Regions from separate parts of the Mus musculus genome. Here all the other regions are linked to region 1. The links are chromatin contacts, called in public ChIA-PET, Hi-C, HiChIP or PLAC-seq and Micro-C maps. All regions are on one chromosome and are shown on one strand. Each heading gives the region's core, a stretch centred on a gene start, on an enhancer-like site or on the middle of the called end of the contact. The rest is flanking DNA. Distances are from core to core; before and after follow the strand shown. Region 1 holds the start of Impdh1 (inosine monophosphate dehydrogenase 1). Region 2 holds the start of Snd1 (staphylococcal nuclease and tudor domain containing 1). Region 3 holds the start of Smkr-ps (smal lysine rich protein 1, pseudogene). Region 4 holds the start of Zfp800 (zinc finger protein 800). Region 5 overlaps Snd1 (staphylococcal nuclease and tudor domain containing 1). Region 6 holds the start of Nrf1 (nuclear respiratory factor 1). Region 7 holds the start of Mirc35hg (microRNA cluster 35, host gene).

Region 1 (3,717 bases), core at 262-2,761:
TGGTGGAGGCAGATAGAGGTCTTAGCTGGCAGGTTTTGGATTTTATACTGGCCTGGCTGGGGTCCAAGTTTACACAGGCCATTCTGAGCCTAAGTGGGGGGCGGGAAGTGTGGGGTTGGCACTGTCCCTTTGATGCAGCAGTACATCTGAAAAAGAGATGCACCTGCCTGAACTCTGAGATTCTACAGTCCTAGTTTCCTTCGAGCTCACAAGTACCGTGGCCCGCTTCCTCCCATATAGTGGCACCTCTCTAAAACCCCAAGCCCTCCAAACTAGATTTCTATTATAGAAAAACGGATGGCAGGTTGCTTAAGCCTAAGTCAGTTCTAAAGAGACAGCCAGCAACGGCAGGAGGGGCTGGGCTTCGTAGCCCCAAAAGCCGTTAAAAGTTCTTACATAAGCGGCCAAACCCTGGGCAGAAGAACTACCTGGCTAATTCCCCAGACCACCCTCCCCTCAAAACCCAGCTGCCAGATCACCTCCCCAAGCTGCTGAGCACCAGCAGATGGGGTAGAGAAAGAAGTCCAAATCCCCTGGACCGGAAGGACAGTAGGATTGCATTTCAAACTGCGATACAATCCAGAGATTAGCCGCTGTCTCTTTTTTCAGCTCGTTCCCTTGAGGCCCAGTTCACTGCCCCAACTCTTTCTCCAGGGACCCTCATTCATTGCCTTTCAGACCCCCTGCATTGGGGTACAAGTCTTTCCAAGGAGTGAACAGCAGCCGCCTCACTGGATCTCAGTGCCTGGTGAGAAAGTGCAAGTACCTTCCCCTAGTCCTAGGGAGACACTCAATCCGGACACCCACACCTATTGAATACATTCTAGGAAGAAGAAAGCTGAGGAGAAAGCGCCGTTGGACCGGGACTCCAACAAGCACTTTTTGTACCCCAGAGGTCGGAGCCACTTGTACCAAGCGTCGCTGAGTGTGTAGTATAGGTCGGATCTTAGATAAAATGTTAGGGAGCGATATTACAACCTGCGCCCTCTCTCCAGCTCCCCGGAGTAACGCGGCACTGAACTGTTTGCACAGTGCCCGCCTGCATCCGCCAGCCAAGAGTCAGGTGTATGACAGTCTAACTGCGTCTGGGGAAGTGCAATGGCAGTAGAGGGGACCTGCCTCTGGCCTCCCCCGCAGCGCTACCCGGTCTCCCGGCGTTGCCGCGCCCTTCTCTGCCGCCCGCCCCGGATGCGCCCGCGCGCCTTGCCCTGGGCGTCACCTCTCCGGCTCGTAGCCGGCCTGCAGCAGGCGGGCGCTGTACCGCTGCGCCGCGGTCTCATGTCCCGGGTGTTGCCGGGCTCCGGGCTCTGGAGCGGCAGCCGCTCCACCTCCCTGCAGCAGCGGCGAGAGCAGCCCGGACTCCGGTGGGGGTGAGAGCGGTTCCTCCATGCCATGCGGAGGCCGCAGCTCTAGGCGGCGGGAGCCTCTCCGCGTGGAGGCTCCCGAACCGGCGTAGGCAATAAGAGCCCCAGTCCGCTCCCGGAGGGAGCGGGGTAGTGGGCGGGGTCTACTGGAAGGGGCGGGGCTGGTTGTTGGGAGGCGGGGCTCTGGAAGAGCTGGTTTGGGGTCCTGGAGTCCATAGGGCTCCGCCCTTGGCACTACGCTCTGTTCCGCCCCCATGAGACGCCACTCAGGCTGAAAAGTAAGCAGATGAGCAGATGGTGAGGTGGAGCGAGGTTTGTGTTCTTCAAGGACCCAACTGAAGAGGACCCTCCGCTGTACCCTGTGTCGTGCACCTTCGAGTTTCTCCTGGTTTCATCTGAGGAAAAGGAGCGCAAACACCAGGGTAATGAACTATTATTGCATGGCCTCTTGGAGTGCTTCCAGTCCTGGGCAAGAGAGGTGGGACACTCCAGCAAGCCCTACCTATTCAACAACCCTCACCATTTCTTTATACTGCTACCCAGGGAAGACAAACAGGCTACTAGCTCCTGAAGGAAAAGACCCTAGTCTTGCCCTGCTTATAGTCTTCCTTTACAGGGAAGTAGGGCTGAGCACACACGCACTAACTCGCATTTGCTCATCTGCTGCCTAGAAAACACTTTCTATTTCAGCTTTGTTACTATTGTCAGCTTTCATAAAGCAACTCTCTGGGAAAGCAAGAAGAGTTACTGCCTTCGGGCAATTTGTTCGAGGAGGCCGAGTAGATAGAAAACAAACAACTGACAATTCTTACACTGAATACTTTTTTTTTTTTTTTAACATCTGACGATCTCAGGAATAAATAATAGACGCTTGGTGATCTGGGGCTGTTAAGATGGCTCAGTGATTAAGAGCACGGGTTGCTTTTCCATAGGACCCTGGTTCAATTCCTAGCACCCATATGGCAGCTTACAACTGTCAGGTTGTAACAGGTGATTCGTTGCCTTCTTCTGGGTTCTACAGGCACTGCATGAACATGCTGCACAGATATACATGTAGAAAGACACCTACACACATAAAATAAATAAAGTTGGATGATCTGCTGGCACTAAGATCCATTTCAAGAACCCAAAATTATGGTCTTTGTGTTGGCTAGTTTGATGTCAACTTGACAGAAGTTAACTCTGCCCTTGGTACCAGACTCTGTCGTGGGCACACACCCCTCCCCCCATCTGAACCAAGTAAATGTCAATTGAGAAAATGATAAAATGACTAAGATCAGGCTGTAGAGCATTTGCTTAGTGGTTGGGAGGCCCCAGCCTACTGTGGGTGGTGCCATCCCTGGGCAGGTGGTCCTGGGTTCTATAAGAAAGTAAGCTGAGCAAGCCATGAAGATCATGGCACCTCCCCATGGCCTCTGCATCAGTCAGTTTCTGCTTCCAGATTCCAGCCCTGTGCCGGGCGTGGTGGCGCACGCCTTTAATCCCAGCACTCGGGAGGCAGAGGCAGGCGGATTTCTGAGTTCAAGGCCAGCCTGGTCTACAAAGTGAGCTCCAGGACAGCCAGGGCTATACAGAGAAACCCTATCTCGAAAAAAAACCAAAAAAAAAAAAAAAAAAAAAAAAAAAAAAAAGATTCCATTCCAGCCCTGCTTGAGTTCCTGTTCCAACTTCCTTCAATGATGAACCACAATGTGAAGTATAAGCCAAATAAACCCTTTCCTCTCCAATATGATTTTGGTCATGGTGTTTCATCACAGCAACAATAACCCTAAGTAGGACAGCCATTAATCCAAACACTCAGAAGGCGGAGCTACAATGATCTCTGTGAGCTCAAGGCCAGTCTGGACTACATAGCAAGTTCCAATCCAGCCAGGGATGCACAGTTAAACCTATCTCAAATAAATACATACATACATACATACATACATACATACATACATACATAAGCAAGCAAAGACAGACAGACAGAAAGAAAGAAAGAAAGAAAGAAAGAAAGAAAGAAAGAAAGGAAAGAAGGAAGGAAGGAAGGAAGGAAGAAAGAAAGAAAGAAAGAAAGAAAGAAAGAAAGAAAGAAAGAAAGAAAGAAAGAAAGGCAAGCAAGCAGAATTAGGCCACACTAGGTGGTGCAGGACTGTAAGTAATCTCAGCTACCTCAGAGGTTGAGGTAATAGGAACACAGCAATTGTGGTGGTTTGCATATGCTTGGCCCAGGGAGTGGCACTATTAGGAGGTATAGCTTTATTGGAGTAGGTGTGGCCTTGTCGGCAGAAGTGTGTCACTGAAGAAGTGGGCTTTGAGACCCTCCTCCTAGCCACATGAGAGCCAGTCTTCTCCTGTCCGTCTTTGGATCAAG
Region 2 (3,550 bases), core at 869-3,368, 740 kb before region 1:
ATAAGTCAATATACACTAAAACTACAAAAGAGGAGCACAAGTAGCTGAAAAGTAGTTCGGGGCCAGGTATGCTCTGCTAAGGAGCTGAAGTCTGGCCTGATGTTGAGGGACTGGCATGATTAGAAAGTGCCTTATGGTAAGAACAGCGGACTAGTGGTCTGGAGGACCGAAATGGGAGACAGCTGAACAGTGGACACAGAAGGCTCTTGCACAGCAGTGTCCACTGCATTCCCCCCCCCCCCCCCATGGGAAGCTTGTTAGAGAATTAAACATCTTTGTCTAGGTTATGGATTCTATAGACTTGGCAGAGGATGAGGTAGGTTTGTCTACCAGAGAAGCAGGTAGAGGCCTAAGATAAGATTATTTATGGTAGACAGTTGAGTTCATATCTTGACTCTGTCCCTTAAGATACTGACCTAGCACTGCTCACTAGATTTTTTTTCAAACTACATTTTTTATGTATATGTTATATATATCTGTGTGTGTATGCAAGCATCACATGTCACAGTTTGCCTGAGAGGTCAGAGGATAGCTTGCAGGACTTGGTTTTCTTCCTCCACCATGTGGGTCCCAGGGACTGAACTCGGGTTATCTACCTTGCAATGCAATCAACTTTACCTGTTGGAGCCCTTTGAGATTCCTATTCACTTAAAAATAAACAGACAGAAAACAAAACATCAATGCTCTCCTTTGAAGAAACAGATCATATGGACTTTGTAGGCTTGTCTTAAGGACTAACATATTCTTCAGGGAAAAAGTATTTAACAGGCAGTGTATACTGTGCATGTTCATGCTCCACGTAATTTGGTTGTTAGGACTGACTAGTAGGATCAATGGTTGTGTAGAAATAGAAAATTAGTACAAGCAAAAGAGAATTAACTGGCTGAGTAGGGGGGAAAGGACAGTAACTATGATCAGAAAATGAGATGTTTGGAATTAGTTTCAACTGCTTCAACTATCCTGGAGAGAGTGGCTACACTGTTGCAAAGGTCAAATTCACTAAAGATGAGGTCTTAGAGCTGAGCTACCAGTGTACTGGGCAACCCCTCAAAATTGTTTTATATATGTGTGTGTGTGTGTGTGTATCTATCTATAAAGATCCGTTTTCTCTTTTGAATAGGGTGAATTCGTGGTACAGACTTGGCTTTGGAGCTATAGGAAGATGCTGACCCCAAAACTTGACCCTGATTTGAGACATGCGTGACTACTCAAACTTCTTAAAACAGGCTATAGTGGAAGTAGTGTCTTTAGCGTAGGTCCAGGTTTTATTATTAAATAATACATACAAGAACCTGTGCTCTAAAACGGGGCACTCCAAGACCATAAATTCTCCCTGAATATCCACTTGAATATGGCTTTCCTGATCCACCTCGAGCTGAGATTAGCAGTGAGTTAGGACTGTCTCCCGCTCAGCCCTGGGATGGCAAATCCCAAGGTTTTTCCTAACCTCAGTTGGAGCAGGAGGGAAGGAGCCGAAAAACGAGGCTATTCTCAGTGTGCAGGACGAGTCATCCTCTAAGAGATGCTTATTGCTTCCATCAACAAACATGAGCGGAACTCACAAGCACTAAACCCCAGTGATACTCCGGACCACCGGGAGATTCGCGGCCACATTCCGGGTCAAGACTAACATCAGCAGGTTACCCAATGGCGGCGACTTTCAAAAGTTTCCTCTGCTTTGCGGAGGTGAAACGTCAGAACTCTGAGAGCAGTAAGGTTCCTTTGGGACGGCCCCAGGCCCTTGTCGTCCAGTTCCGGTGTCCAGCTCCGTACACGTGGGCGCTTTGCCGCTTGAGGGGCGGGGCAGGAGCAGAACCTCCGCTGGAGGGCGAGGCCCGCCCCGCCTTCGGGGCTCCCATGGCTCCCCGCGCACCACTGCCAGATGCTGACGTGTCCTTTCCTTCCCACTACACCTCCCGACACCACCTTCTCAAGACTTCCCCGGAAGTCCCGCCTCAAAACCATCCCGTCACCGCAAATCAGCTCTTTCAGCGCTTCCTGGAGCTCCGCACCCGTTTTGGGACCAAAGGGCGGAGCTTCATAAAGAGAGTGCCTATTGGCTTGAGTTCCAGCGGGTTCTGGACGCTAATTGGCTAGAGGGCGGTGGCGCTCTGGCACGCTTGCGCGGCGAGTAGAACGTGTGGCGGCGGCGGAGATCGCGTCTCCTCTTTTGCTCCCAGTCCCGCTGGTGTTCTAGTGTGCGCCTGGCGCTTCTGTCCAGCCCACCGACGGTAGCCTGTCGCCTGCCTGCTCCTTGTCGCTGCAAGCGCCGACACCCACCCTGACACTTCCAGTCCGGCCGGCCGCCCCACTCGCTGCCTTTCCAGCTCCACACATGGCCTCCTCCGCGCAGAGCAGCGGCTCCTCCGGGGGACCCGCGGTCCCCACCGTGCAGCGGGGCATCGTCAAGATGGTGAGAGCGGGACCCTGGACCCGGACCCCTCTGCTGCTTTGGAGCAGGAGCCAGGCATTGACTTCCTTCTCTCCCGTCAGCCTGCATGGTCTCAGTTTGCTTTTCCTCTGCCCCTTCCTCACTCTCCACCTACTCTCCGAATCTTCACCAGGCAGAACCCGAGAACGAACTTATCTTGACTTTTGCCTCCCGGGCAACCTGTCCATGATTCGCTCGCTGTGATTTTCGTGGGTCGCGGCTTTCGGAGCCCCTACCTGTTTACCAGAAGCAGGTCTATTACCGGTTCATTAACGGAGATAGTTCACGGATAGTTACTCCCATCCCCCTCTTTCTGTCCATTTTGACATATGCCGATTAGTTCGCAGTTTCTCTAGATCCGGACATCTTTTCCTGGAACCCCGGGAGTGCTTGGCTGTCACGAAGCTTGTCTCTGTCCACTGACTCACTTATTCACCCAAAGTTTTCTCAACTCTTTCCCCCTTTTATCTCAATGTCTAGTTTCTAGGCCTGGAAGCTCCTGATTTTCGTGTATTTTTAAATTAAAAATTTAGCCTGGCAGGGATCTTATACTAAGTAGCATTTCTTCACTTCTTAAGGACAAGGAGCCTGTTTTTAAAGAGAGTAACTAACTTGCCTTAAGGGCACATGGCGGTTTGGAGTGGAGCCAATAATAAGAGTCCAGGTGTTCTGATTCCCTGTGTAGGGTTCTTATTATAGATCCTGCTCACTTACCTTTGCTTTCTTTATTCGGAATTTTGAATTCCATCACCTCCACTTCCACACTAATTTTGTAGCATAAGTTCTGTTCTATTTCTTATATTGTTTCTCCTTTTTTTCCTCCCACATCTTGAGGTCTGACATTTCTCGTTTGTTAACAGATTTTTCTGTTTAAGATGGCTGTGATCTTTTCGATTGCTTTTCATATTGTAACTCCAACGACTTTTCTCTCCAGAGTGGAAGACAGTTTCCCCAGAGAGCCAGTTTTTGAAACTTTTTTTGTTTTTGCTGTCCCTGTTGTCTTTCTCAGGATTAATATACTCTGCAGGGGGATCCGGGGAGATGGCTCAGTGGATACAGGTGCTTGCTGCTCAGTCCTGAGGACCCCGGTTCGCATCTTCACGGCACACATTAAAGCTG
Region 3 (3,574 bases), core at 728-3,227, 770 kb after region 1:
GCATTTGTATATTCCCTCAGAATAAAGACTACCACTGTCTGTCTGAGTCACTCTTCCATGGCTGTGAAGAGACACCATGACCAACTTATAGAACAAAGCATTTACAAACTTTTTCTTTCTGGCCTCGCTCTGCTCTGGCCCTGCTCGCTCCTGCCACGCTTCTCTCCCCACCCCCACCTCGCTCAGGCATTTATTGGGGGGCTTGCTTACAAATTCAGAGGGTGAGCCCATGACCATTATGATGTAGAGCATCGCAGCAGGCAGGTAACCATGACACTGGAGCAGGAGCTGAGGGCTTACATCTTATCCATAAGTTTGAGGGAGGGGAGGGAGGGGAGGGAGGGATGGGTCTGGCACAGACTTTTGAAACTGCCAAAGCCCTCCTCCAGTGACACACCTCCTCCAGCAAGGCCACACCTCTTCATTCTTCCCAAACAGTTCCACCAACCAGGGACCAAATATTCATATATATGTGCCTGTGGGGACTGTTATCATTCAAAACACCCCATTGTCACTCCCAACGCAATGAAGTCTTCTAAACCTTGTATGTAGTCAAGAACCCACTTCACCATGGTACCACCATCACAAGTTGTTGATCAGGAAAAAAAAAAAGGAACAAATTTTGAAATGATCCCAGTAGAGATTAACCTTGGAAAGCTGCAAACAAAACAAAGCAAAACAAAACATTGAGATACAGGCAGGGAAAGGGGCTCACTCCCAATCCTTGGATTAGAAGCCAGTCCACAAAGGAGAAAACACAGAGTTTGCCATATCAAGGGATATATAAATCATGATAAAATTGCCAGACAAAACACAGTCTTGTCAGTGAAAACTCCAAAGGACATAAAGACTTGATTTTGAAAGTCATTTCACTAACCAGGCTGGAGAAAAGCTAGCAAAACCTACTATAGCATGTAAGGTCTTTTCAGGATTTTAACCTGCTTCTTGGTTCACCTGCCTCCTGCCCTGGGTTTACCATATCCGGCCCATGATTTGGACTGTTCCTGGTCGTTTGGGTTTTTTTGTTTGTTTTGTTTTGTAACGTTTATTTGTTTTTATTTTTTTGTGTGGTGAGTGTTTTGTCTGCATGTGTATCAGTGCACTGTATAGTGAGCTGCCTGGTGCCTGTGGAGGTCAGAAGAGGGCGCTGGATCCCTGGGACTGGATGGTTGTGAACAGCCCTGTGGGTGCTGAGAGCCCAACCTGGGTCCTCTGCAAAAGCAAGTGCTCTTTACCACTGAGCCAACTCTGCACCTATCACTTTTAACTGTGGCCAGCGCTTGCAATTCATACCCTTCCTCTTTGCTGTGTTCCCATCTTCCTCCTCCAACCTTTTTAGTTCAAGAACCTTGGCTCATATTGGGCACTGAATTCCCATGGCAAGCGGGAGTCAGGCACGCGACAGATATACAATATCCGCTTACTGAATAAAATGGAATGGCAAGTTCTAAAAAAATAAAAAAAATAAAAAAAAAACAATTGGAGTTATGCCCCCAAACGCATTCCCTTTCTGGGAGAAAAGGATGGACTCACAAGGTTAGAAGCTAATCCCACCCATAATGTACGAACCCTGCCCACTTTCCTCTCCTGAGGCCTGTACTAGACTCTTACAGACATTTCTTCTGTTATTCTCACCTCGACCCTCAGAGACCTTATTCTTGTTTATCAGAAGAAGTGAAAGAGTTTCTGAAGATTTCAAGAGACTGATTTAGCTTACACTCTCTCTAGCCTTTCCTTCCCAAAGACAAAACTGCTGATCTTGGCGGCCCGCCCCTTCCCCTCATGCCCCGCCCAATCGCACTGCCGGAGACAAAACTTTGCAACTTTGCTCCCAGTTTGAGTTCTTAATCATCGTCACCTCCGCGTAAACCGAATCGGAACACACAAACTGAGCTCACAAGGGCTCCGCCCAGTGCGGCATGCCCCGCCCCGGTGCCCTAGCAACAAATAAACAGTTCGAGGTTCCGCGGGGTTTGTGCACTCGAAAGCGAGCTGTCCGGGTGCCGCCCCGAGTGGAGTGAGCCGAGCCTTGCTTACCAGCATCTGCGCCTCCGCACACCGCGAAGGCGCCCAATTGGAGGTGCGGCCACGGCCGGGGCAGGCGGCACAACGCCGGTGAGAGCGCTCGCGGAGGCTAGGGAAGCACCAGGATCGGGGCCGGAAGACTGCGACGCCGGGGTGGGGGAGTAGAGGTGGGGGGTATGGGGAAGAAATGTGGGGCCTGAATTTCGAGACTGGGGACTGGTGTCACAATCACCTCAGCTGAGATAGAAATGACCACGGAAATACCCATCTTAAAGTGGGAGGTTCGCAAGCGCTCGCCATAGCCCCAGTAAGCCTTTGAGACCTAGGTCTTTTGTCGTCCCCACCGGTACAGTTCAACCCAGCGTATAGTAGGAGGGCTCATTCTGAGACGGACTTAAGATGGACTTAAGATGACCTGCATCTGATGGACAGCAGCAGCAGATTCAGGCTGTACCCTTTCTGTGAAACTGGTTTTAGTCCCTTGGTTCTGTGGGGTAACTTTTTTCACTCCTAGAAGATGCTTTGGCGTTTGGGAAATAGAGGAAGATCAGCAACGAGGTTTGGATCCCCCCAAACTAAGTACACGCCAATAAGGGACTGTTCAGGCTGCCCTGAGATGTATGGTGGAATTCTTTACATGTAATAAAGTAAGGTTGGCCTTGGGAGGAGGGAGAGGTGTCCACACTGCATCTAACCCCACCCTACCCTAACCCTCCTCCTGCCGGTGCCGTCCTTCCCAGCCTCATTTTTCTTTCTAGAGTGGCTGTGGTTTTGTTGCCCCTGTCCGCAGCCCTCAGGGACACGCTGTTCTCTTCACTGTTGAACTTGCTGCTAAGCATGCACTGGGTAAAGGGGCCTCAACTTCTTGCACAATTATGGTATTACCATCTCTGCTTAAGGAAAAGTCTTCCCCGAACTAGACGGATGTTGCTCTCCTTGCACCTGCCCTATGGCTGCTACTAGTCTTTTTATCTCCTAGAGTAGAAATACCTCCTGGTCCCTCCTGTCCTGTAAGTACCCACAGCCCTTTGCACCACGCTTGAGGTGTCCTGCCTGTCTTGCTTTCCTTTAGCCTGCAGTTTGGGATGTGTTTAGTAAGCCTGCGGTTCTAATGTTTTCTTCTGGAACTAAGTATAGTATTAAGTAAAGGTGCCATCTCCTGACTTGTTTCTCGGCTTCTACTCTACTGCTCTTCTTTTTCCGGATCCAGGAAAATGAAGAATAACTTACAAAGCCCTCGAAACTAACGGCTTCTTCCGGCTCTTTGTATAAATGTCCAGCTTGTTAGTTTACAGAGGCTGAAGGCCAAAGCTGCTCTTCACTTGCTTTCCAGACCTGATCGCCCCTCCCCCTTTCCATCCCACCCTGCCCTACTCCCCATTTGCTTGTGGACAGCCACTCTGATCTTGGTTGGTCCCTTTATCTTTGCATAGCCTCTCCAACCGCAAAGTGTCTGTATTTATTTCTTCAGGTGGCTATGACCAAACACCTGAAACAACAGTTCAAGAGAAGGAGGGCTTATTCGGGGTCACACTCAGGTTTCCGTCTC
Region 4 (3,542 bases), core at 696-3,195, 950 kb before region 1:
TTAGAATAGAAAGACCTTTATTCGTAGTTGACACTGTGAGTCCTTTTAAGATAAGGCCCTCAACAGTTTACAATGCCTGTTAAATTAAAACTCACTAATAAATTCTTTATGAGACTCAAAAAAGTTTTAATATCATAAATTAAACAGAATCTGCTCAACATAATAAAATACCTTAAATACTCTATATATTCTAAGCAATACAATACAATAAATTCTATCCGAAACATTTAAGATGTTTTTTAAATTCAAAAAGTCCACTTGTCCCTACAGGTTCAATCAACCTTCTTGACCCAAATTAAACTTTTGGCTTTGTTTGTTTGTTTGTTTGTGGGAGTGGTAAACTTTATACTATGGATTAAAACACTTCAAGGGAAAGTTATTTTAACAATAAGAAATTTTCAAGAAGCTGAATGGTAGTAATCACCTATCTCATCTTTACCTTCTTCTTCCATTTTAAACATTCAGAGCATGGAGTGAACCAATAACGAAGCTGCCTTGAAAAAGAAGGGAAAGGAGCTGCCCGACCTTGTGGAAATGATTGACGGTGACACTTGTGGCACTTTCTCTGGGGGCTCAAGCAATGGAGATCTCCAGTTTGTACAGGCTTTTGGCATTACGCGAGTAGTTTTACGCAGGAGAAACCGAGTTACTTAGGAAAGACTTCTTAGAGACAACGCAGAAAGCCGAGTAGCTCTGGTGAAGGAGAGCAAAGACACTGGGGAGAAAAAAACGGACTTACCTGGTTCGCAGCATCCGTGATGATGGTGGTCCGTTTGACAGTATTTGTCCCTCAAAGGCATTTTTAACGGGTGCGACCTATTTTCCTTTCACTGTGAGAAGCTCTTCATTGCGGCTTGGCTGTGGACAGAGAAGCACAAACCCATCACTATCCCTGAACTTCTATGGAGGCTGTGGCTGCAATTTCCACAGACCATCCCACCATGCGCTCTCTGCCCTCACCCCGGGCCCGCACCTTCCGCTCGGAAAAGAAACCGCCGCTCGCCCGGCCTCCGGCCCCACGTCCCCGCACAGGTTCACCGCCCTACCCGGAAACGCAGCGTCCGGCGCGCAGGGCAGCGCAGCGCACGGCGAAGGCCTGGCGGGCTGCGCAGGCGGCTGCGGCCTCGCCGTGCTGGGCGGACGAGCGAGCGAGCGAGCGGGCGGGCGCGCGGAGAGCCGGGCGCGGGACGCGGGACGCGACGGGGCCCCTGCGCGGCTGAGGAGCGGCTCGCGCGCCCTCCGGCCACGCACGTGCGTCGGGGGGTCTCCCCGGCGCAGGTCGGGTCCGGTCCGCGCCGCCAAGTGCGCCCAACTTACTCAACTCCCGGAGCGGCCGGCCGGCCAGCGGGCGGGCGGGCCGCGGCACCAGCCGGGCGCACGACGCGGCCGAGGGCCCCACCTGGCGCAGCCCCGGCGCAGCGCGTGAAGCCGAGCGGGCTTCGGCCCCGGCGCGCTCCCAAAGAGTCCCCGGCGGCGCCGACGCGGAAGCGCCACAGCTCACCACGTCCTCGGGCCGCGGCTGCGGTGGCGGCTGTGGCGGTGGCGGCGGCTCACGGCAGCCCTCCGCGCTCCGGGCCGGCGAGCTGGCGGCGCGCGGGCGCAGGCAGTTGACAGGACGAACCGCCGGGCGCAGCAGCCGAAGGAGCTGGAACCGGAGCAGGCAGGACTGAGGCGCCCCTCGCCAGGGCAACGGCCGCGCCGAGCCCGGCTCCCCTCAGCGCCGCGCCGCTCCACCTGCAACGGTCCCCCGGGCTTTGGAGAGGGGCGGGGAGCCGCGCGGGTCCCCCACCTGGGGCCTTGCGGGTAGCAGATGCTTCGGGAAACTTTATGGAAGTCAGTCCCGTTCTCTCGTGGCCGCCCCTTCCCCGGACAGCCCGAGCGACCGCCGTGCAGAGAGGGTAGGAAGGGGGAAGCAGAGAAGTCTCCGGCTGCGACAGGGAGCGACTGACTGACCCCGGACGGAGATGGGGCGAGGGCAGGAAGTGACAAGCTCACGGAGTGGGTGGGGGGAGTGTGGCCGGCACGCCCGGCAGCGCGGCGCGCATGCGCTGGGCGGGCAGCCCCGGTGGGGAGGCGACGCGCGGGGCCGGCCTCGGGCGGAGGAGGGTAGACTGCGGGGTTGGCGGGCGCCGAGGGCGGCCGGGTAGCTGGCGGGCCTCGCCGGCGCGCGCCCGTGCGTCCTCCCGCCGGCGGCTGCGGAGCGACGGCCGGAGGCTGCGTGCGCCCGGAGGTGTGAGAACCAGAACCGCGGGCGCGTCTTCCCCTCCCCGGGCACGCGCCGCTCGCTCGGGCACCAAACTGTTGCTCGCGCTGCTGCGCTTCGGCGGATCCGACCCAGGCAGAGTTGGGGAAGCGGAGGAGAAAAGGAGGGACTGGGAGCCCGAAGTGGACTGGATCGGGAGAGCTGTCAGGTGCTGGCTCGCCAGCTGTTGTCCAAGTGTACCTCCTGGAACTTGGGACAGGAGAGTCTAAGTCGGGCTCTGGGAAAGAACGCGATTGGCAACGTTCTGAGGGTGCAAACCTGGAAGTGAAGTTGGGTCACATGGCTAACACGCACTTTCCCTCTTGGGCACCAGCATCCTGCTTGGAAAATCCCCGAAGATCAGATCGAAGATGGCCATCTTCTGTCAAATCTACAAACCTTGAGCTGCTTTTCATATCCAGTAGCTGCTGCCGCCACCTTCTTCCCAACTCTGAGATGGAATTCTTGCCCTTGCTAACTTCACTCGAATAGGTGTCAGCTATTGGTCAGGGTTTTGTGAGAGCTCCCATTTGACCTTTTTTATCTTCTCAGGATGAATGAAAACCACAATTAACTAACTTCCAGTTTTCAAGTTCCAGTTTTGGAGCTTCTGAAAAAAGAAAAGTTTAGGAAGGAAGGCACTATGTGTTTGTATTTTGGGTTTTTTGTTTTTTGTTGTTTTGAGATGGTCTTGCTGTGTAGCTCAGGCTTGCCTGGAACTAGCTGAGTAGCCCAGGATGACCCTGAAATCAGGATTCTCCTCCTGCCACTATGCACTTTCTTTTTCAAAGCTGGGGTTACAGGCTGACACCACACTAGGCTCTGTGTTTGTGAAGAGAAAAATCACCAAAATCAATTTTCAAAATTCCAAAGGAAGTTTGTAAGCAAATGCAGTTGTTACTATAGGACTGTTGAATGGAATACTTGCATACGTCTTGTACGGTTGGAGCAGAATAGAATAAATGTTCTGCAGCTACATAGGATATTATATTATGATCTCATTTTCTGTTCCATTGTCAAGAATCACTACCCACATGAAGCAAATGCAGATTATAGGTCAATATGCTATAAATGGCCACTTCTATGTGGTGGTATTATGCAGCCAATAGAAATCATATTTGGGGGTTGGAAAGATGACATTGTCAGTTAAGTCTGGTCAAGAAAACCTGAGTGTGATCCCAGAACACATGGTACAAAAACGTTGGAGGTGAACGTTCACCTGCAATTCCAGTGCTAGGGAGACCAAGAGAGAAGAATCCCTGAGGCTTGCCAGCCAGCTGGCACAACCAAACGGATTAGG
Region 5 (3,242 bases), core at 417-2,916, 720 kb before region 1:
ATCCAGAGACTACCCTACCTGGGGATCCATCCCATGACCTGCCACCAAACCCAGACACTATTGCATATGTCAGAAAGATTTTGCTGAAGGGACTCTGTTATAGCTGTCTCCTATGAGGCTATGCCAGTACCTGGCAAATACAGAAGTGGATGCTCACAGTCATCTATAAGATGAAACACACGGCCCCCAATGGAGAAGCTAGAGAAAGCACCCAAGGATCTGAAGGGGTCTGCAGCCCTAGGGGTGGAACAACGATATGAACTAATCAGTACCCCACAGAGCTCGTGTCTCTAGCTGCATATGTAGCAGAAGATGGCCTAGTCGGCCATCACTGGGAAGAGAGGCCCTTTGGTTTTGCAAACTTTATATGCCCCAGTACAGGGGAATGCCAGGGCCAAGAAGCGGGAGTGGGTGGGTAGGGGAGCAGGGTGGAGGGAGGGTAGAGGGAACTTTCGGGATAGCATTTGAAATGTATATAGAGAAAATATCTAATAAAAAATAAATAAAATTAAAAAAATAATGGTAGAATCTCATGTAGCCCCGTCTAGCCAAGGAAGACTTTGGACTCCATCCTCCCAAGTGTGTAAAGCCACACTCGCTGATCAGGCCCTGGGGCTCACTAACTGAGTGATGTTTCCAGCCACTTAATTCATTTATGAATCATTTATTCGTAGAATTTAGTCGTCAGCAGCAGTCCCTTAGGTTAGTTGAAAGTTGCAGTCCTTATTTGTCTTTCGTGGGATCTGGCCATAACCCGAGACAATGATAAGGCTCTATTCTAAGTAACCTGGGAGGGGGGCAGCAAGATTGCTCAGTGGTTTAAGATCTCTGGAGTTCTTCCAGTGGGTTCAATTTCAGGTACGCACAAGTATCTGTAACTCTAGTCCAGGTGTGACACAATCTGTCCTCTAAGGGCATCAAGCATGCATATGGTACACAGACATACATGCAGGCAAAACACTCGTATACATAAAATAAGAATAAATCTTAAAAACAAAAACAAAACCCTAAAGAGTCTGTATTGTGTTCCATTATGAGCAATAGGCTAAATTTTGCGTTTAAGTCTAAGGGTGGAAAGGTGGGGTTGGGCTGTGAGTTTATGAGCGACTGATCCTGTTTCATTGGTGGTGGCCTAAGCTTGCTTGTTCCTTTTCCTCAGAGTGTCCCCCATCCATTGTGTTCTGTGCCCATTCACTTAGGTTTCTCAGTGAGTTGCAAAGTGAAAATAAACATTTACACTTTTTGCTGTCAGTTTAGACATTTAGATACACTTTTATCACCATAGTATTTGAATATAAGCTTTGGGTTGTAGATCTGATTCTTGTCTACTAATTAAGAACAAATACAGAAATCATGGGGAATATAATTAGAGTAGAGATGATAGCGTTTGTTCAGATACCAATTCCCTTCAGACACGGGAAGTGACTGAAGAAAGTGGGAAGACAATTGAATATTGAACAGTTAATTAGGAGATTCTTCAAAGTGGTCAGGGATATAGATTTGAGTGGTTTCTGTTGAAAATAGAGTCGACTTGACAGCTCACAGGAAATAAATCAATCGAGTGGTTAGAAATGAGTTAGCCAAGACATTCTTGAAGGAGGTAACAAGGGAAATCTGGCATCCGATAAGAGCACCGAAGGAAGCAGCTGGAGAGAGCAGTGCCAAGAATAACATGAACTTCCTGGGGGAGAGTGACTGATGCAGAGCAAAGGTGCAGTTGTTGGAGGCAGAGAGAGCTGGGTAAGGGGGATCCCCTGCGGATGGAGGATCCAAAAGAGGACAGCTACATCCCTTCATGTTGGCTGAGGGAGTGGGGGGCTTTAGAGAACCTTGTGCTTCATGTTACTCGATGGAGAAGCCGGAGAAGCAAGTATAAGCTCTACTTCCCTCATAGGGTTTGTTAGCCCCCGGCAAACAAAGTTATGAACTGTTTAAGTACACTCATGTCTTAATGGTTTTTGTTCTTGCTTTCTTGAGTCCAGTATGGAATATAATATTAACAATTAAAAAAAAAAAGCTTAGTATATTTGATCTTACTCTGTGCTCTGAGCCTACCATGGTGAATAAGGTTGATACGGTCCTTTGCACTCACAGAACTGGCAGCCCAGAAGAACAGTTACAGGCTGAGTCCATGTTGTCTTGAGGGCCATGGGTGAGGAGTGTAGAGCTTCACACTTGGGAAGGCATCTCTGAGAAAACAGAGCTCTGTTTGCTAGAGAATTACCAGGGCAGGGCGTTAGGGTGGAAATTAGCCTCAAACTTCATTATTCATGCCAGTCACCTGGAGATCCTGTTAAAATGCAGCTTCTGATTCATTAGGTCTGGTGCAGCGTGAGGATCTGCATTTCTGATGAATATGGAGATATCACTGGTCTGTAATCTCCTGCAGAGACTTTCTGAGCATCATCACCTTGATCATTTATTTTTTAGCATCTATTTAAAGATGATAGGGTCATTTTTCCGTCCCTTCATTCTATGGTCATGGTCATTGCAGTTAGAACCAAAAGATTAGCGCTGGCAATATGTGGCTGGTTTTGTGATGAAGATTCTTCGTTTCTCTCCACTGTGTTTGTATTTTAGCTATCACTTGTTTCATGGGTGCGGATGTTTTGCTTGCAGGCATGTTTGTGTACCATATACATGCCTGGTGCCCTTAAAGGCAAGAAGAGAACATTCAGTTTCTTGGGACTGGAATTATAGGTGGTTGTGAGCGGCCAAGTGGATGCTGGTCTGATGCTAATGAAAACACTTTTTTCCCTTTTTCCTTTAGATAGCACACATTTGCAGACAACACCTAAGGTGCTGGAACAGGAATAGAAAACCTTAGGAAAAAAAGAAAATACAGTTTTGTAGTAAATTAACAGCAAATTTCTCTCTGCATCTCTCCAAATGTTTAGATTAGCGCTCATCTGCCCCAGTCCCTCAAGTGATGTTACAGGTGTCTCTACTGTATCTGGCTCAGTCCTTGTATTAGTTACTTTTATTATTGCTGTGGTAAAATACCATGTGATAAAATACCATGATCAGTGAAATTTATACAAGAGTTTACGTTTCTAGTTCTACAGGGGCTAGAGTCGCTTATGACCAGGAAGCTGCAGGCATGACAGCAGGAGTAGCAAGCTGGGAGCTCCCATCTTGAATGAGGTGCACAAGCAGGAAACAGGTTCAAGGTCTTTAAACTCTCAAAGCCTGCCCCAGTGCCACACTTAATCCATCAAGGCCACACCTCCTAAAACTATCCA
Region 6 (3,712 bases), core at 1,120-3,619, 830 kb after region 1:
CAATCCCCAGCACACATTAACTGAGCATGGCAGCACAGGTCTGGTATCCCACCACTTGGGAGGCCAGGACAGGTCAACCTCAGGTGGAGGTTAGCTTGGGCTACTGAGGCCATTGTAAACAGAGAAGGGAGCTAATGCAGATGTCGCTGGTAAGTCCTGTATGATAAGGAAAGGCAAAGCAAGCAGGCTTGGGGGATGAGGGATGAAAGCCATGTCCAGACTAAAGGAGTAACAAGCTGTTCTGATGGAAAGTTCTAGCACGCGAGAAGACAGCCGTGAGAAATGTTCTGAGCAGAGGGGTAGTATTCCTTGATCTCTATGATCCAACAGCTTCCCAGTTCTTCTGTAGCCTGAGAGAGACGCAGCAGATGAAGTCAGAGATGGCACCGTGGGTGAGGACATCAAAGTTCTCAAAGCCACCTTCAAGGATTTTAGACGTTAGACATCCCAAACAGGGAAATAACACAACACAATCTGCTTTTTTTTTTTTTTTTTTTTTTTTTTTTTGAGACAGGGTTTCTCTGTATAGCCCTGGCTGTCCTGGAACTCACTCTGTAGACCAGACTAGCCTCGAACTCAGAAATCCACCTGCCTCTGCCTCCCGAGTGCTGGGATTAAAGGCGTGTGCCACCACGCCCAGCTACGATCTGCTTTTTTTTAAAAAAATGAAGAAAAGAGTCCATTCAAGTTGAAGTGTGCAGAAGGGGCTGGGGAGAGCAAGTCCAGGGTCTGGGAGCCAGTTCAGAGTCTAAGTGCAGCACCTCCACACGAAAGCAGCCTGGACCAAAGTCAGAAAGAGGCAACAACGCTTTAAAGATGTCATTGGATGGCCAGGCAGAGGGTCCATGTCTTTAATCCCAGAACTTGGAAGGCAAGGACAGGATAAAAATCTCTGAGTTAGAGGCCAGGCCAGTCTGGTCTTTATGGTGAGTTTCAGGCCATCCTGGGCTACATAGTTGAGACCCTATCTCAAAAAAAAAAAAAAAAAAAAAAAAAAATCATTGAGGCAAAGAGGAAAGAGCAGACATTATTCCTACAGGGATGGGTAGTGACAGTGATATCGGTTTGATTTAGAAAACATTAAGGGTGCCAGGCAGTGGTGGCGCACGCCTTTGATCCAAGCACTGGGGAGGCAGAAGCACGCAGATTTCTGAGTTTGAGGCCAGCCTGGTCTACAGAGTTCTTGGACAGCCAAGCCAGGGCTACACAGAGAAACCGTCTCTAAAAACCAAAAAAAAGGAAAAAGAAAAAAAAAGAAAGGAAGGAAGTAAGGAAGGAAGGAAGAGAAAAGAAACCGTTAAGGGAAAAAGGCATTCAGTTAAGCTGGGCAGTGGTGGCACACGCCTTTAATCCCAGCACTGGGGAGGTAGAGGCAGATGATCTCTGGGTTGGAGGTCAGCTTGGTCTGCAGAGTGAGTTCCAGGACAGCCTGGTCTACACAGAGAAATCCTGTCTTGGACTAAAAAAAAAAAAAAAAAAAAACTACATAAGACAAAGGTATCCAATTAAAAAAATGTTTGCTTATTTGTTAAGCTGTTTTCTGACACCATGTGGGGCATTTATCTAGTGCACATTAAATCTCCCAGAAGTGTTAAAAATGCAGATTCTAGGTTTCAGTTGGAGCTGGGACTCCCGGTGGTTCTGATGGGGGCTCCTGATGACATAACAAAAGCAACCCAAACTACCCCATGTCCCCAACCTTTCATTTTCCCACTGTCTGCTCACTTGTTAGGCATACTAGGATACCCTATTGCTTCATCTAAGCGCCGAGAAAGCAAGGGCAAGAACTTACTTTTTTATTTTTATTAAATAGAGCCTTGGTTTGCTAACAGGTGCACTTCGGAGCACCCATAACAGCATCCAGTACGGAAAGGGGCCCTTTAGAAATGTTGGTCTAAGGAACGAGAGAATAAATTACCATATTGCTTTGTACCAAAGTTCCCCGTTTACAGATCTGGTTGGGGCTTTGAAACAGAGAAACAAAGCGCATTTCAGAGAGGGGTCGAGGCGACTACGCAAAGGCGCGCCGAGTAAAATGTGGGGGAGCCGCTTTGGAGCGGAGGTCTCAGTTCCCCGCGCTCGGCTCCGAGCGGAGGGCTCCTTCGGATTAGCAACCATCTTGGGCGGCATGAACCACTTCGCCGCCGCGTCCGCGACTTGCTCAGCCGGTTGCCCTCCTGGTCCGGGCCCCGGCCAGCGCTGCCGAGCCGCACCAGAGGCCGACGAGGCGGCCGGGGGTCTCAGAGAGCGCCGCCGAGAGCCCCCTCCCCGGAGCCGCAGAGCCGTGCTGGCCTCGCCATCATGGCGGTCTCCGGGCGGGGAAGCCGAGCCGTGCGTCGCGTGCGTGCCTCCTCCCTCCCCTCCCCCTCCTCGGCGGCGGCGGCGGCGGCAGAGGCGGCAGCGCTCGCCATTGCCGCTGGTGGCAGGAGGCTGCGAGGAGCCGGCGCGGTCGCAGTCTCCACGGCGCAGGCCCACGGTAGCGCAGCCGCTCTGAGGTGAGTGCCCTACCGCGCAATCTCCAGCTATTTCAGCCCCGGCGCAGCCGCAACACGCCGCCCGCCCGCCGGCCGGCCGGCCCGCCCCGCAGCCGGCACCCTGCCGCCCCCGGCTCGGGGCCTGGGCCCCCGCCGGATTCGGCCTGCCTGGGGCGGGGGGCCCGGGCCCGGGCCCGGCCCAGCCAAACCGCCACCCCGAGGATGCGCAGGCCGCACTAGGCCCCGGGCGTCCTGGCGGGCTCGGTAGGGAGGCGGCTGCCCTCCCGAGAGCCCCAGGGTTCCGGCCTCCCCTACCGCCTCGGGTTCTCCCGGCCGCGGCCTCCTCCGCGCCGTGGAACCCCGGGCCTGGTCTTCCTTCTGCGGGCTCGGGAGCCGGCGGCCCGGGAGAGCGCGCCGGGCCCGGGAGCGGGAGGTGGGTGGGCTGCGCGGGACCGGAGCGGCGGCTCGGCGCTCGCCCCCTCGGCTCTTCCCGGCTCTGGCCCGCCGGTGGCTCGGTGCGGCCGGGCGGGGCGCGGGAGTGGCTGTCTCTGGCGGGAGAGGAGGCTGGTGGTTCGGCCGGGCGACCTCCGAAGCTTCCCTCCCGCCGGGGTGGCGTGGGATGGTTACCCAGGTGGACTGGGGGGCGCTGAATATGGCGCGCTGCCCACCTTCTTGCAAGTTGTGAGGAGGCGCCTAGGCGGCAGTTCGAGGAGGAGGAGGAGGGCGCAAAGTCCTTTTGTACGCAGAAATAAGGAGCGACATTGTGTTTTTCCTCTCCGGCGGAGATACCCACCGAGGGGCCTGGGTTCTTCCTGGGACTGGCGTGGTGGTCTCCGGGGGACAGGAGGGGGAGGTGGCGCACCCCTTAAGAAGGAACGGAGCCTTTGCCTCGGATAAAACAGGGGGTCTGGGGTGGTCTTGTGCTTGATTCTCTCCCACATCTCCCAGGCTTTCGTGGATTCGTGGGTTTGCCATTGCATGTTCTGTAGTGATGTCCACTGTTTCTCACCTGTTGTGTCGTTGCTGCTGGCCCCAAACTTTGTTCGGTGCATCTGACTACCCACCAGAACTTGAAAATGTTAAACATACATTAATGTTGTTAGAGCTTCAAAGGCTATCTGCTCTGACCAGTTGGAGGAGCTGTTAGCAGGTCATCCCCATCTTCCCTGCCATTAAAGTATCTTGTACTGATGATGGCTTATGTTAGAGTTGGTATCGGTTGGGCCGATTTTTTTTTT
Region 7 (3,461 bases), core at 346-2,845, 960 kb after region 1:
ATGAAAGGTGGGCTCGGTTTACTGGGTTTCTTAGAAGGCTTGATTGACCTCGGAACAGAAATCTAGAAACATGATGCCCAAGGTTTGTCTAGGCAGAGGGTGATGCAGGCTAGACTGACTGTGCACGGAGTCTCAGGGCGGACGTGTAACACAGGTACCTGGCTCAGTGTGAAAACTGGACTCTTAGTCCTCAGGAGGTTAGCCAGCAGGAAACCTAGAAGGCCCTGTCCTAACTATCTCTGACAGAGACGGCGCCCAATAGGGCACCCGCCCCCCATCTCTGTCCCTAATCTCCTAATCAGAATTGCATCCCTTGCGCTAGCAGATCTTTCTACTTAGTGTAGGGGTGCCAAGGATGAAGGAAGGGCTCAGCCTGTAGGGCTCCGCAGAACTGAGCGATCCCTGATGCCTGGGCTGCATCGCCACTGCCGGTAACTATTGGATACACCGACTAGTAAAACATCCGAGACATGTTCCGGGGGCAGGATTCTGGGGACCTGGGAGCAGCCCTTGCTAACCGAATTGGTTCGGACTCAGAACTGGTATCCGCTTGCTCCAGGCCGGAGGATACAGAAGGAAGGCAAGCTGAGTTCTTGGACCAGCTTTTCCCAGGGGACTGGGCGGGGCAGGCTCCGGGCCACGGAAGCGATAACCAACCTGCAGTGAAACCCTGAGAAGGGGCTGGAGAAACCAGCTCGACGCAGGAACGCTCCCCAGCCCGCGTCGCGGCCAGCCTCCCGGCCTTGCACTTCCTCCCAGGCCCAACAGGGCGGCGAAACTCCCGGGACCCCAGCCGAATTCCTCCGGGAGGCGACATTAGGGCGGGCAGCATCAGGCACCGAGCCAAACCCAACCTAGGCTCAAAATGCCCCCCGCTTTCTTCCCGCCCCGGGAACCGCACTGGATGCGGTGCACATGGTACTGAGGGCCCCGTCCCCTGGCACCTCGCCGGCATCCCCGCCAAAAGGCCAAGGAAGTCAGGAATTCACAGTGCCGCGTCATCCCCGAAGGCCACAGCCACGACGTGGCCTCTGCTTGCCCCTCCGGCCGCCCACAAAACTGGGTGCTAGAACTGTTGGCCCTCCGGCACCCGCTCCACCTTCTCCCTGGCCCAGCACTGGCTCCGCCCGGCCCCGCCCCGCACACTCACCTGCGCCGGCTCCGGGCTGGGCTCACCGCCGCCTCCCAGCTCTGCTCCGAGTCCACACCCGAGGAACTAGGCAAAAAAAGGGCCCTCGTTTGGAGCGGGCCCAATGGACAGAACTTGAGGCGTGCCCAGGTTGAGCCGAGAGCGGCGCCCCAAATCACCAGGACCTTGGCGGGAGGAGGTGGCGCCGGAGCGCGGAGCCCAGCGGGGGAACAAAGAGGAGCCGGGATGGGGCCGCGCGCTTCCTGGGTGTCGGGTGACAGGTCTGCAGGGGAAGGCCCCGGCCGAGCCACCTGAGGAGGAGCCTCTTCCACGCAGCAGGCGGGGTAGGGCTGAATGGTCACCGAGCCCCAGAGGCAGACGAAAGGGGTGCACCAGGTGTGACGATCGTGTTCAAGGAAGGAGGCTAGCAGGCTCCGGCGCCGAGACCCGGGGGCTCGACGGAGTGCAGAGATAATGACTCCGGGAGGGTTTTACCGCCCCCAGCGCCCCGCCCGCCCCCCGCGCCGCGCCATTGGCTCAGGTGCTGTGGGGCGGGGGAGGGACGGGAGGCGGACCGAAGATGATTCACCTTGAATGTTGCTCCGGTTGGTGCGCGTCGTAGGGCACGCCCGACCGGGACTGCGGATACGTCGCGAGCCCCGCCTGTTCGCCGAACCCAGCTGGGTTTGGCCCCTAAGGGGTCCCGCTGCCCACTCGCTGTTCTAGCCTCCTACCTTGGGCTGGGGTGCCGCCGGCCGAGGTGTGCCCCGATGCCCTACCATCCCACCTCCCTCTGAACCCCTTGCTAGCCAAGGTGTGTGTAGCACAGCAAACTTGGAAATCCGACTCTGGGCTGGGGGAGGGGAAGTGCGTTTGGAGGCCAGGAGTACTGTGGGACCACACTAGACGGTACTCTGCAGCCGGAGAACTGGCCACAGTCTGTTCTGCCTCGGTGGGAGCACCCTGGCCCGAAGGTAGAGAGTTGGAGTGGGCACCAGAGGCTCGCCACTCGTCCTAACCCACCTTTGCCTAGCCCTGAAGCCTCACAGGTGTCTGGCCGCCGCCGCCGCAGGGAACAAAGACCGCCTGTCCCGGAAGGGGGAGGGGAAGGGAAGCCACCCCCAGACCCCTTCCCATCTCCCTTCCTGCCCCTCCACTGCCGCAGTGGCTCCCCCGGGAGGGGGCGGGGCCATCTGGAACGAGGACGGGGATTAGATCCCTCGGAACCTTCTTAGCTAGGATGCCACCCCGGAGCCTCTGGGGAGGAGCAGAGTTAAGGTACACCCTAGCTGTCTCGTTTGAAGTGGCCTCTTCCTTCTCCCCAGCATCCTGAGACCAGAGAGTGCGCACATCCCCCTCCCCTGCTTTGAGCGCCCTCCCATTCCCTGCCGCGCCCGGCTGCCCCAGACGGCAACCACAGTTCAAAACCAGATTAAAATAAAACGTTAATCCGCCTTCCTCCCTTTTAGCTCCTAGTTCTCCCAATGAATCCGGGCAGGTCTGACCGCCTAGAAGCCTCTAAAACCGGGTGTGGGGGTGGGGTGGGGCTTAGCTGATGTTCCCACCAAACTAAAGGGCCCTTGCGCTGAGACTGAAAACCTTGAGCTCAAGCGAAGTAAATGGATTAGGGGAACCGAGCCCCTGGATTCCTCCCTCCCCTGCTGTCTGCCAGGGTCCGAGAATGACGCTGCAGATACGAACCCTTCTAGATACTCAGCTCCTGGGCAAGACCTGCTTCAGCCATGGATGTTACAGACAGATGGCTCCGGAGGCAAGACCCACCCCAAGGCAGGAAGGCCAGGACCCGCTTGTCCCTCTCCCAGCACAGTTGGGGATGGGACGTGATGCACCAGAACCGAACAGGAAGAGCAGGGCACGACCCGACAGACCTCAGGGGGGTGTGGTGACTCTACATTAACCCTCCCTGTCCCGCCTCCTTCCCTTTCCATCCCTGTGGCCCTGAACCTCACTGCCGGCCGGCATCTCCACTCACGCCCTACCTGGTCCCTAGGCCTGTCCGGCACCAGGCGGTCACAGCTCTGTGTGCTCGGACGCGCAGGCCACACCGGCTGCGAGTGACCCCCTAGTCCTGCCGCGCCCCTTTATAGCGTACGCCCCGCCCCCCCGCGCCTCGCCTGGGCCCATTCACCTGCTGTCGAGAACCAGACACCGCAGAACGGAAAGCTAGCCGCTCGGCTGCGGGGTCCCGCCGTCGGACTCGAAGGGCGGGGGCGCGGGTGAGATGGATCCGGTTTCTACCTTTCTTAAATGCTCTGTTGAAAGTCGAGACAGCCCCCGCCCAAGAGCCAGCGTCGCTTGCTGCCCGCGCAGC

What was found. A called contact is a pair of places that touch in the nucleus more often than the background predicts. ChIA-PET counts read pairs in DNA pulled down with a chosen protein or histone mark. HiChIP or PLAC-seq counts read pairs in DNA pulled down with a chosen protein or histone mark.
Region 2: a contact with region 1 is called in an RNA polymerase II ChIA-PET map of memory CD8 T cells, with 15 read pairs. The contact joins the promoter of Snd1 here to the promoter of Impdh1 in region 1. A contact is called at or near these places in 2 of 484 Hi-C or Micro-C datasets (CD4 T cells and regulatory T cells) and 9 of 115 datasets of contacts at active chromatin or transcription factors (the 230-238 cell line, embryonic midbrain, embryonic stem cells and 5 more).
Region 3: an H3K4me3 HiChIP or PLAC-seq map of bone marrow-derived macrophages shows a contact between it and region 1, with 2.5 times the contacts expected there. The contact joins the promoter of Smkr-ps here to the promoter of Impdh1 in region 1. A contact is called at or near these places in 2 of 115 datasets of contacts at active chromatin or transcription factors (bone marrow-derived macrophages and pancreatic cancer cells).
Region 4: a contact with region 1 is called in an RNA polymerase II ChIA-PET map of memory CD8 T cells, with 5 read pairs. The contact joins the promoter of Zfp800 here to the promoter of Impdh1 in region 1. A contact is called at or near these places in 1 of 39 promoter capture datasets (the C10 cell line) and 2 of 115 datasets of contacts at active chromatin or transcription factors (large pre-B cells and memory CD8 T cells).
Region 5: a FOXA1 HiChIP or PLAC-seq map of pancreatic cancer cells shows a contact between it and region 1. The contact joins the enhancer-like site here to the promoter of Impdh1 in region 1. A contact is called at or near these places in 1 of 39 promoter capture datasets (the HPC-7 cell line) and 4 of 115 datasets of contacts at active chromatin or transcription factors (bone marrow-derived macrophages, embryonic midbrain, extraembryonic endoderm stem cells and 1 more).
Region 6: a contact with region 1 is called in a Micro-C map of embryonic stem cells, with 2.4 times the contacts expected there. The contact joins the promoter of Nrf1 here to the promoter of Impdh1 in region 1. A contact is called at or near these places in 2 of 39 promoter capture datasets (hippocampal neurons and liver) and 1 of 484 Hi-C or Micro-C datasets (embryonic stem cells).
Region 7: a contact with region 1 is called in a Hi-C map of rod photoreceptor, with 5 times the contacts expected there. The contact joins the promoter of Mirc35hg here to the promoter of Impdh1 in region 1. A contact is called at or near these places in 3 of 39 promoter capture datasets (hippocampal neurons and liver), 2 of 484 Hi-C or Micro-C datasets (embryonic stem cells and rod photoreceptor) and 1 of 115 datasets of contacts at active chromatin or transcription factors (embryonic forebrain).

What each region holds. Positions count from the first base shown.
Region 1 is chr6:29,214,853-29,218,569 of GRCm38.p6, forward strand. Impdh1 (inosine monophosphate dehydrogenase 1) reads right to left here and starts at 1,512. Exons shown (of 15, transcript NM_001302933.1): 1 at 1,220-1,512. The coding sequence starts at 1,389.
Region 2 is chr6:28,478,230-28,481,779 of GRCm38.p6, forward strand. Snd1 (staphylococcal nuclease and tudor domain containing 1) reads left to right here and starts at 2,119. Exons shown (of 24, transcript NM_019776.2): 1 at 2,119-2,413. The coding sequence starts at 2,336.
Region 3 is chr6:29,983,352-29,986,925 of GRCm38.p6, forward strand. It overlaps Smkr-ps (smal lysine rich protein 1, pseudogene), which reads left to right and starts at 1,978. Exons shown (of 2, transcript NR_040264.1): 1 at 1,978-2,115.
Region 4 is chr6:28,259,979-28,263,520 of GRCm38.p6, forward strand. It overlaps Zfp800 (zinc finger protein 800), which reads right to left and starts at 1,946. Exons shown (of 6, transcript NM_001081678.2): 1 at 1,502-1,946; 2 at 740-858. The coding sequence starts at 800.
Region 5 is chr6:28,496,390-28,499,631 of GRCm38.p6, forward strand. The region is part of intron 1 of Snd1 (staphylococcal nuclease and tudor domain containing 1); the gene reads left to right. Among named protein-coding and RNA genes, the nearest start is that of Snd1, 18 kb to the left of the region's middle. Within about 2 kb of position 1,667, at least 36 of the 459 cell types and tissues checked have an H3K27ac peak or open chromatin away from gene starts, as enhancers often do. A contact at or near this core is called in the HPC-7 cell line and pancreatic cancer cells, where this site is marked.
Region 6 is chr6:30,045,619-30,049,330 of GRCm38.p6, forward strand. It overlaps Nrf1 (nuclear respiratory factor 1), which reads left to right and starts at 2,370. Exons shown (of 12, transcript NM_001164226.1): 1 at 2,370-2,495.
Region 7 is chr6:30,172,530-30,175,990 of GRCm38.p6, forward strand. Mirc35hg (microRNA cluster 35, host gene) reads right to left here and starts at 1,596. Exons shown (of 2, transcript NR_126540.1): 1 at 1,151-1,596.